3 separate regions of the Gossypium arboreum genome follow, and all the other regions are linked to region 2. Evidence: chromatin contacts called from public Hi-C data. All regions are on one chromosome and are shown on one strand. Each heading gives the region's core, a stretch centred on a gene start, on an enhancer-like site or on the middle of the called end of the contact. The rest is flanking DNA. Distances are from core to core; before and after follow the strand shown.

Region 1 (4,039 bases), core at 221-2,720, 930 kb after region 2:
CCTCAAACTTTTTCAAAAAAAGCAATTAAGTCCCTACTTTTTTTTTGGCACTCAATTGGTACTTTAACAATTAACCATTAGAGTTAATTGTCCTTAATTTTTTCAATTAAAGCCACAACATGTCATAATCACGGTGTGACATGCAAAAAATATAAAAATAAATATCAATAAAAGTTATAAAATTTATTAAATTTTAATAAAAATATAAAATTATTTAAATTTTATTAAAATTTAGAAAATATATATAAATCGTAAAAATATAAAAAATTGTAAAATTTTATAAAATAATAAAATTATAAAATGCTTCAAAAAACTCTTTAACTATTAACTTTAACACTTTAAATACCTTCAGCTTTTTTCAATTAAAACCATTACGTGTCACAACACAATATGACATGTGATGAAAAATGATAAAAAATAAAATTCAAATAAAGTTATAGAAAAATTATAAAATGATTCTTTTAGTACAATAATTTTTATAATTTTTTACAAATTTTATATTTCTTTACATTTTTATAATTTTCTTATGACTTTATTAAATTTTATAAAAAATTATATTTTTATTAAAATCAATAATTTTATTACTTTTATTAATTTTTATTTTTTATATTTTTTCCGCATGTCACGTTGTGGTTGTATGAGGACAAAAAAAGCCTTATTTTTTTTTTTTGAAAAAGTTTGATTAGCTTTTTAACGCATTTTGAAAATTATTAGGTGTAAAAGAAAAAAACACAAAAGCGTAATTTTTTTTTTTTAAATTTAAGGGGTTTTTACATTTTAATTCAAATCATAAATATGAAAATCATCAATTTCAAATAAAAATTTTAAAATCTAAATATTAGCTACAACAGTTATGGGAACATATATATGTTGTAAATTTGTTCATTGCCGGACACAGTATTTCCATAAAACTACAAAAATCTCCAAAATGAAAAATTGAAGTATGAAAATTACGAATTGGCCTTTTTATTGATCAAACAAAATCTCTAAACAAGAGAACCAATTTGCAGAGATTATTAGCATAATACCAAGCTGTTCTCAAAATTAAGTAGGAACTAAAGAACCAGGCTTCACTCCAAATTGCTTTGTTAATATGGAAGCAAGGATATGATAATAAATAAAACTGGAAATGGAACATGATGACACTTACACTGTTATTTTCCTCAGGTTATTTCTTCACCTTGCAGAAGCACATATGGATTGCTGATTATATAGCCCAGTGACTACATTAGTAAGCTGCTGCCTGTTTTTCCGCCGTTTCTTTACAACTGTAAAGCCTTCGCCATCTCCGGGTTTCTTTTTATTTTCATCCAACGCTTTTGGTTCTTCATTGCTACCGGATTGAGAATCCAAGTCCTTTCCTTCATTCCCATATAGAAATTTTATTATTGCAGTGTCTCTTGTAACTGCATCCGAAGAGTTTTGGGAATGGTTGAGCCTTTTGTCATTGATTAAAGCCTCACATGCACCATCCATGTTCTGCTTGGCGGACCGGACAATGAAGCTAAGCAAAATCTGCCTTGCGAGCTCAGATTTCTCCTCCGCGCTGCTCTTTTTTGGATTAGAACCGTTAACTTCCCTACTCGACTTCTTATCAACTTCCTTCACTTCTGTGTTCATAGCTTCTTCAGAGACACTCAAATCACCAGTTCCAGTCATTTGCCAAATTTTGCTTGGAACGAACGCAGGTGCATGAGGGTTCATAACTCTCGGAGATCCAAATCCATTTTGTTCCAAAATAGGAGTTTGGTATCTAAGAAAGCTACCGTAAGAATTATTGTTTGTGTAAAACAATGTCGACCTTGGCCCGCAAGGAACTCGAGCAGCAACTGGAGGTACAACAGGCTCAGCAAGCATGCCTTGACTAGCTGTTACATCATAAACACATGTAACAGAAACTGAGTTTAACGGGTGATAGAGTGCTCCGGGATTGAATGGTTCAGCTGATGCCGATAGCTTACTCCCTTTTGCTTCTAAACCTTTTTCCTGACTACAAGAAGACACCTTATCAATTTCAGGAGCAGTTTCTTCCGACTGACTTTCAGTATCATGAGTTCCTTCAGTTTCATCATTGTCATCCACTACATCATCGACAACAGAGATGTTGTTCCCATCCTCTACATTTGCTGTCTCGGCGCACATTGACTGTTCCATTTTTCCCTCACTTGGTTCCAATAATGGCTTTAGAACTGTACCTGGAGGTGCCGCAGCTACTTCTTTGTAAGAAAGTGATTTTGAAGCAATGGCACTAAGATTTGCTGAAGGGGAGGAACCTCTGGAAACAGAAGCAGGTAAACCAATTGAAATCCCTCTAGGATTCAAGCTGGAAGACTTAGATTGCTTTACTGTTTGCATTTCCTTTATAATGTTCTTCGGGACAGTTTTTCCTGCTGGTGAGATAATGTCTCGCCTACTCCCACTCTCTCTACCATTTGAATATTCACAACCATTCACCTTTAGCTTTGCAAAAACTGGTTTCTTCCTTCCATACTTCTTTCCAGTGGCATTTCCTGACCGACCTTTCGAATTGGCTTCTTGCCACCCTTCATCTGAAGTTGTATCTTCAACAACTTCAGTTGTAACAGTTGGCTCAATACTATAAATATTATCGGTTTCTTCTGGTTCTTCGGGATGAATAGAAGACAGGGTACCTATTTCATTAATATCCACAGTTGCCGTAGCTTTATCTGTTGCATCAACAAACACAGCACCATCTGTTTGTAAGTTGTTACGTGTATCATGGGTTTTATCACTAATCTGTAACACCTGCCAAGTTAGAAAAAAAAATGTCAATGTTATATGTCAAGCAGCATAAAGAACAATGAGATAATGGAAATCCGTATCTATAGTAATGACTGGATCTGCATGGAACATCAAGATAAGCAAGTGAGCCAATTTAGAAGGATATACTAATAAGAGAGATTAGAACAAGAAAGTTTTTGAAAACTTCAAAGGCAACCTCATCTTCAGTCAACAAAGTTCTGATGGCCATTAAAGAATGGTCAAGCTAATCAGAGTTTGTTGTTTGCTCTTGGAGATTTTTTAAAACAATGGTCTTATTGAATTTCTGACAAGGGAACATTTTTATGTTAGCACCTCAAAACTGTAGTATCTTATTTTGGAGTTAAAAATAGCTATGTTGATCCAACTCTTAATTTTTCTTTCAAATACTCATGTTCGACTTGGGTATGGGGGAAAAACTGAACATACTCGTGTCGAATATATACATGTATCTGACACTCACACCAAGTTCAAGTAACATAGAGAAACGGTGCTTTGTGCTGTTATAAGTGGAGGGTCACATTACATAAGCTGAAACAAAATCATAGATGATATCATGATTTTTTTTTAAGAGTTATGCGAAACATGGTCTGAAACTATCAAGTACCTTGGAACGCCGCTGCTTCCTCTGCACATCGCTTCCTTTAGAATCTTGATCGGGACTAATGTAATTGAGGAGATCTGATACACTGCAACAAACGGTCACAGGTTTTTGTGCTGCAAGAAATGATGATATAATTGAATAACTAGTAATTTGGATATACCATATTAATACCTAAGATGACCTTTGCTTGCAATTGATGCATCTGGCTTCGGAGTTCCAGTTCGTGCTGCTTCTTGCTGTTCTAGAGCTTTTGATTCAAAATATTCAAGCCAGGCAGCAGCATCCTGCAAAAGGAAAGCAGTTCATAAACAGTTTAATAATGTTAATCAGCCAACAAAAAGTGCTTCAATCTTTTCGATTTCTGATCTCAATAGAACCCTCATCTAACAGAATGCACAAAGAAGCATAAAATTGCCTAGCCAAGTGGTATAGACAGTCATGACCAGCGTATTTACCTGGGTACGAAGGTCATCTGGTCCGAGTTTTGCTTGAAGTATCTTGAGTGTAGTTTGCTCATGTTGCACACTTAATGAATAAGCTTCCATCAATGAAAGAGCAATGGCAATAGCATGATAGCTTGCGGCAGTCTGTCATGGGAGGAAATCACAAAAAAAAAAAAAGATCCAACTATGAGAAAATTAGACACGTATGTAC
Region 2 (3,779 bases), core at 1,022-3,521:
TTATGATTGGACAGTTAGATATAGGTTCATTTTCCTGAAAAAGAAAATTCGGTTTCTTGAACGAGAACATTTGTCCACTCCAGCTTCAATAATAAAGCTTTAATTAAATTCTTCCCCATTTCAGTAGTTCAGCAGTTCAGGAACTCAAAGTCAAGCAACATGTGAGCCACTACTAAGTTCATCTCTTGGCAACTAACAACAAATTCTCAAAAGAGAATAATACAAGCAATTTATCAAACCTAACCACAAACATAAATTTGACAAAGGAAAAGCAAATTATGGATGATAACAACATAGAACAGAGCCAGCATAAGCGTCTGGAGGATGGGAAGACATGGCTAGTAACACTAATCCCCATGACTACCATTATATTACAGTCAATCAGATGCTGTGTAGGTTCTCATTTTGCTCTTCTTTTTTTTCCTGTGTAATCTTAACTTCAATAAGAAAATTACAATTAGTAGAATTATATCATAGGGTATTCACTACAAGCACTATAAAGTTTAACAATACCTAGATCTCTACTGCCTTAACATGTGTGAAACTCTTCAAAGTAATTTAGAAATTACAGGATCCCTCAAATTTCACTTTATTTGCCAAAAAAGAAAAAAAATTAAAAATTATTTAAAATATGTATAAGAAAAAAAAGGCATAATTATGGAAGATTAAACAGTTTAAATTTAGTTAGACAAAATTACTTAAAAAGATATCTTGAAGAGAACAAAAGTGTAGACAGTTGTAAATGTGAAAAGTGATAGTTTATTTTGAACAATAGTAATTTTTAGTGAGTTTTGTCTTAAAAATAGTTAAAAGTATTTAATTATCATTTTACGTTTTATGATTAGTGGGTGGTTTTTAAAATGCGATTTGTATTTTAACTGTTAGTGACGTTTTAAATTTTGTTATTTATCTTTTTTTAATTAACTAAATTATGTATACTTTTACTTTTTTTTTTAATTTTTAAGTAGGGGTGTTTTAATAAAATTTTCAATTGAATTGGTGACTGATTAACTTGTGACAACAACTAAATCAAAAACTTTATTATTAGTAGCAATGCCAAGAAAAACCTACCCTTGAGTTATCACGAGTAGCATATATGAATTCCAAGAGGCACAATTTACCTTGATTCATTCCAATATGCAGCCACCTCAAACTTCGGCAACACCAAAGTAGCATTTAGTAAACGTGCAATACCAACGCCGTCACAGAACTGCCCTCGCCAAGAAAAATATCTGATGTTTAGTCCAAATTAATTTATATTAGAAATTATTTAAAAATTTAAAAATAGCTATACGCTCACATCTCTTCTCATCTGATTGAGGCCACCATAGCAATCGACACGGATAAAACCATTACTCTTGGCTGGTAGAGCTGCAGGAATTCAACAACAAAAAAAAAACCAATGCAAATGTCTGCAATGATAGCCATTTAAGAACAAAAAAGATTGACTCAGAATGTCAAAATCTAAACAGAAGGCCTTTAACCTAATCCAAACCCCACTTCCCACCCTTCTAAAACTTTAATTCCCTAACTATACCCCTTTCCATGTACACCTATCAAATCTACATCAAACAAATCAATAAACTTCAAAAACTTTAATAATAATAAAAACGAAATACAATGTTTCCCCAGTTTTTACATGAAAAACTTTTAAAAAGCCCGTTTCCAAATACCAAAATTCAGTCCTCTTCTTCCTCCCTGGAAGCTAAGACATGTATTAAAAAAGGCAACAAAGCTAATAATGCATGAATAATAAAAGCCAAACAATAGACGGGTATAGAAAATACTAACGAGTTAAGTGAGATTGAAGCCACCACTTGCATGGTCTCCATTCCACAATTCTCTGGACACTCCATATATCCGATTTGGCACTGAAATTTTCCCCAAATCAACGAAGATTTATCTTAAATTAATGACATACAGTGAAAATGGGATCCGTAGAGAGAGACTGGATTAGTAACCTGGTAGAGTCCGAAGACTTTGAAGGCGCAACTGGCGGCGAAGGATAGATCAGAACGACGGCCAAGAATAACGAAAGTGTCGAGATGATAACAAACAATGGCTTCACCCTCATTTCATGCAAAACTAAAAAAGGGAAAAGGAATTTTTCACTATGACTTTTTTAGATCAGATTCAACTGGATTTGTTCCTTCTTTAAAATGTAATTTCCGACCGGGAAAAAAAAAGGAAAGGAATTATTGGGTTTTGAAAGTTTCAGAAGAAAGTGCATATAAAACCCCTTAAGCGATTGAAGTCATGATTGAAAGGGAAAATTCATGGGTAAACTACCGGTTAATCCCTCTAAAATGGAGTTTATTCCTATTTTGGTCATTTCCTTTTTTTTTAATTTGATCATTACTGTTAAAGAAATTGATCAAATTAATCATTCCATCATCAAATAATATTCAATTGCTGACAGTGCACTAACATAATTTAAGAATTTTTTAATTGAAACAATAAAATAAAAGATGCTGTTAAGTTATTTTATATTCTTTTAATGAAATAAAATAATCTTAAATTCTATCAATTAATGAAAAAAACTCATTTTCAATAGTGTATTAACTAATATATATATATATAGCCATCAATATTATATATAAATATTTGAAGGAAAATAACAAAGTTGACTGACAATATAGGTTTTATCTTGTTGATTGATTTGATTATATGAAGGGAAAAAAAAAAAAAAAAAGCTTTGTCACAGTGGTTTTCTTCTTGTTTAGCACCTAATTATCTACACATCACCTTTATCATCATTATTTAATCCAATTAATAACTAAAGAGATCTGCTAGTCTTGTAATTAAAGACTGATTATTTCTTTATATAATTCATCAACTCTTCTTTTCGCATATAGTTTTTATTTGATTAGTTTTCTACTCACGGGAAATTTTAAAATAAATAAAAACCCCAGAATATTAATTTGGTCGAGAGAATATAGAATATTTTAATAGCACATTTTATTTAATTGTTTCAATGAAAATTTATTAAATTATGTTGAGAATGATCTAAGACGATTTGAGGCGAGATCGATCTAGCCTGAGCTTGAGATAAATTTGATTCAAAGTCTAAAAAAGCCTAACTTTATAACTAAACAACCATAATAAGCATTAATAATTAATATAATTTTATAATATTATTTAAATTATAAATAAATAATAATTCTTTATTTTTTAAAATATATTCAAAAGCATTGCATATGTATATTAAAATTTTGTTAATAGGAAAAATAATTAATAATAATTGTTTATGTTAAATTATAAAGTGAAATAAAATTTTAAAAACATTAATTTAATATAAAATATTTTTAATACTATAATATACATGTATAATAAATTTATAAAATTAATAATTATTAAAACCTATAAAATTTAACTTTAATGATAATATAATAATATATTATATAACTATTACGAAACCGAAATTGATTAATTAACTGACCTTAAAACGATATATTAAATTAGTATATTGGTAATACATAAAATAATATATATAATATATTATAATATATTACATTACTATTACATAAAATAATATTATAATATTTAATTATTTATGCATATATATATATAAACTATTAATATATGATATAATATAGTAGGAGGACAAACTTTCAAAAGTATGAAAAGTATTAGGACTTAGAACATATTTCAACCAAGATAATAATAAACAATAATAGATAATAATTAATAAATAATGCACTACTATTATATATAACTATTATTATATTATAGATTATAATAAAAGATATGGCATTACATGATATTATAATGTTTAATTA
Region 3 (3,730 bases), core at 1,143-3,642, 590 kb before region 2:
AATAATAGAAGAAATAGAAACCCCCAAACATTGTTCTTTCCATCTACCAATGAGACGATACAAGAATGAATACACTAATATCTACTCTGACTAATTACTATAGTTTATCCATTATAAGCATAATCGAGCATGTGATATCTATTCATGGATGTAAAGGTTCTTTTTCCAAAATAACGGTCTGCGAATATTACAAGAACCACTGAAATTGTGTTCATGGATACAGGGCCATACCAAAAATGAAAAAAATAATGAATCACAGAAAGTCAAAGAGCAAATAAGTTTAACAGGAAAAACCTAGAGAAAGGCCTTCAGCCTTAGACTCATGTCCCTATCATTGCTTTTACTCTTCTAAAAAACCAATAAGCTTTGGAGATCATTCTCCTGGTTATTCCACCTAAGACCTAAAACAATCCTATTAAGCGTACTAAAAGGGGTCTACTAGACATTTAACTAATTTAATAGATTTCCAGATGAAAGTTGATCAAACAGAAATAATTAAATGCAACGACACTACAAACATCCAGCCAAAATTCCAAGCATTTTCCAATAACATTAACTTACATCCCTACTAGATGAATTATAAGTTTAAGCTGCTAATATGAATTTCTGATGTTCAACTATCTTGATAAGCTTACAAGCTGAATTGACAGGATCCAATCACTGGAGATTTCTAAATCAAAGGTACCATACAATAAGTCAGCACATTATTCCAACTCTTTTAATCAACAAGAGCAGGGAATAACCCTAAATTTCTTTGGAAGTGCACCAGACAACATGTCTTGGTTATAAGTAAAGTTTACAGTCCAGAGGAACCTTAATCATAACCACAACTATCCATTAGCATTTAGTCAGATATCTGGGCTTGTAGCACATTATTAAGATTCTAACCCACTAAACATTAATTAGTGTGGAACCAATAAGGTGTCATCCAACCTGAAGTGCACAATAATTACTCAAAGAGTGTAGAAATTCCTCGCTTGCATTTTCCGTGATCATTTTGGACATGGCCTCTGGATTTGGATTAAGAATCTGGAGAAAAAAATTAGAGGAAGTACTGTGGGCCTGGGGTTTCATGTAACTTCATTATTTACTATATTAAACCATATAAGTTGACAACTGTGACAATACCTGAGGTATGCATCCAACAATTCGTTCAAGTTTAATATCATGTTCCCTACAATAAGATAGCAGATCAGATTCATGAAACTCCACCCTATCCAGTAAAGTTTTCTTTTCTGCATCATATATCGGTTGGCCTTTCTCATCAAAAGCATTCATGTATAAGTTTATGCAAGAAACCTTCACAGCTCTTGGATTTATATCAAGGCCATAAACCTGCAGAGTTTAATTCAGGCACATAAAAAGATTCATAACTCGGATTGAATACCTAAATTGTCCATGCATAAGGAAAATGATAGGGTACAAAAAGAAAAAACACCTTAGCAGGCAACCATTTCTCAGCAATGGCTATAGTTATCCATCCATTTCCACAGCCAAGCTCAGCAACTGTCTTTTCCTTGAAAATGGAATCTGGGTGTCTATTGAGTCCTTCATAAAAGGTAAATGACCAGTCTTCTGGCATAAAAATGCTAGGGATCATCATCATTGTCAGTTTCTTCCTTCCCTGATAGCCTGAACATAGTGCAAAATATGTTCACTATGAAGCACGACAAGCATATCACAGGCTATTTATAAGAAAGTTAACCATAAGTAAAACAGATGGAGCAGAAACCACTGCTGAATACAATGGGATTTAGTGTCCGTACAGTGTATGTGTGGGCCTGTAGGCAACGAAAAAGAAAAAGAATCCAACCAAAGACTACAATCGCTAGATTCTGTTGCTTGAATTATATATTCTTACCTTCATACCGATCCAAGTAAATGTCCTGTATCCGGAAATGGTATCTGTGGAAGCAATCATCGGAGGAACCGACCCGGGATTGAAGATCCGAAAGGAAGACCCGGGCTTCAGTGCGGGTCTTGGGATCCTCAAGCTTCTCCAGAAGCGATTTGAAGGCAGCGTAAGCAGCATCACCTGACTGCTGGCACTGCTTCAAAAATTCCTCCAGAGTCATTTCCCCCCGCGCCCAAATTATTTTCTACTCTTTTTTTTTTTTTTTTTGTGTGTGTGTGTGTGTGGCAATATCAGCTGACAGATAACAAATATATAATACTGAATGGTAGCATTAATAAAACACGAAAAATAAAACGAAAGAAATGAAGAACTTTGGGATTTTTGAGTTTTATCCTATTTAATCCCATCATCCTCGTATTCGAAACTACGAAATACGATTATCAGGACGTCCTGAGTGTGAGAATTAGACTAATATCTTTTCCTGGTCATCAAATGATAAATTATATTGTACATCACCTTAGAATAGAATTGATTTCATTTTAATTTTTTTTATCGAATTAATCACTCTCAATCAAAATTTCTTTAATCCACTCACAAATTACTCGGGTGATATTTTTTTACCTTTTACTAAAATTAGGGATTTTTCAATAATTATTCTAAAATACTTTTTATTTTTGTTTATTTGAAAGATAAAAATTTTAACGGCGGCATCATCAATATTTTAAACCTCTTTAAAAAGAGGGAATCCAACATAAATGACAACTCTATCACTAGATTCAAATGAGGAATGTCACATTTCATGGCCGAAGTAACTCAATCGACTTTGTTCATTTTCTTGATAATTAAATCAATAAACATGCCATGTATCTTAAATTTCAAATGATATGAATGAAATGCACATTCACAATAAGATCAAATGGGCTCACTCAAATTGACCTAAGGTTATACAAGGTCAAACACGGAGTCAAGATATGAATCCCAACTCAAATTATCAAATGGGAGGATTGTGTCTCGAGATAGGGAAGCCATGTCTCGAGACACGCATCTTTTATTTCGAACCTCTAACTTCGTAGTATGTTGTCTTGGGGCAATTGGATTCATATTGGGATCTAGTACCCTTAGTGTCGTATTTTTGTTTATATGTACTTGTATTTTTTAAACAAGTTGGTTTAATAAAATATCCATTAATTTTATTAATATATTTTGTATATTGTCCTTAACATTTTTTGCACACAATGCAAAATGAAAGTAAATATTGACTTAATGATTATCTATCGTTTAACTAATACTAAGAAGTATTATGTGGTTAGATCATAATGCGGAAATACAACTTACATTAGTAGTAAACATGTAGTCAGTTTAATTAGAAATGAACAAACCGATTAAAAGACTAATATGTCGTCTATCAAGTCCAATTGGAGAGATATATTGTCTTAGGTATCGAAAGTGGATGACTCCTAAAAGATAGAAACATAGATGTGACCAATTGGATTGATAGTACATGAAATAGGACCCAAATAGAATAGATCCTAGATTTGTTTATGGATTCATTCACTTGTGATGTTCATAGTGTGACATACCTTAATTTTAAATGGATGATAGACTATATATGCGTGACTCATACACTTTGATGTAAATAATTCTAAACCGAAAGTTAGTACATTGTGTATACGACTTTTATAGTATGTAGCATCATTCCACGACAGTGGAATTCATAGCCTAATAAACGATAAATGATAAATGATATCCTCTCATCGACATTACATGATAGATGAAAAGTAGAAATGGCCACCGGTCATTTGTCTTTGTGATAAATTATTTGATCATTATTTGATAGTAATTGACTTTTCATTAAGAAAAATGTAATGATTACCA

The links. A called contact is a pair of places that touch in the nucleus more often than the background predicts.
Region 1: a Hi-C map of leaf shows a contact between it and region 2, with 3 times the contacts expected there. The contact joins the enhancer-like site here to the promoter of LOC108486676 in region 2. A contact is called at or near these places in 2 of 5 Hi-C or Micro-C datasets (both in leaf).
Region 3: a contact with region 2 is called in a Hi-C map of leaf, with 3 times the contacts expected there. The contact joins the promoter of LOC108486208 here to the promoter of LOC108486676 in region 2. A contact is called at or near these places in 2 of 5 Hi-C or Micro-C datasets (both in leaf).

The regions. Positions count from the first base shown.
Region 1 is chr6:67,881,926-67,885,964 of ASM2569848v2, forward strand. It overlaps LOC108486087 (protein REDUCED CHLOROPLAST COVERAGE 3), which reads right to left. Exons shown (of 23, transcript XM_053030101.1): 20 at 3,841-3,972; 21 at 3,557-3,669; 22 at 3,389-3,470; 23 at 951-2,766. The coding sequence ends at 1,177. Among protein-coding and RNA genes, the nearest start is that of LOC128294142, 15 kb to the right of the region's middle. Within about 2 kb of position 1,471, at least 1 of the 2 cell types and tissues checked has an H3K27ac peak or open chromatin away from gene starts, as enhancers often do. A contact at or near this core is called in leaf, where this site is marked.
Region 2 is chr6:66,950,025-66,953,803 of ASM2569848v2, forward strand. It overlaps LOC108486676 (O-fucosyltransferase 13), which reads right to left and starts at 2,272. Exons shown (of 6, transcript XM_017790849.2): 1 at 1,962-2,272; 2 at 1,792-1,871; 3 at 1,301-1,371; 4 at 1,122-1,210. The coding sequence starts at 2,074.
Region 3 is chr6:66,359,132-66,362,861 of ASM2569848v2, forward strand. It overlaps LOC108486208 (methionine S-methyltransferase-like), which reads right to left and starts at 2,393. Exons shown (of 11, transcript XM_017790114.2): 1 at 1,862-2,393; 2 at 1,439-1,632; 3 at 1,129-1,335. The coding sequence starts at 2,075.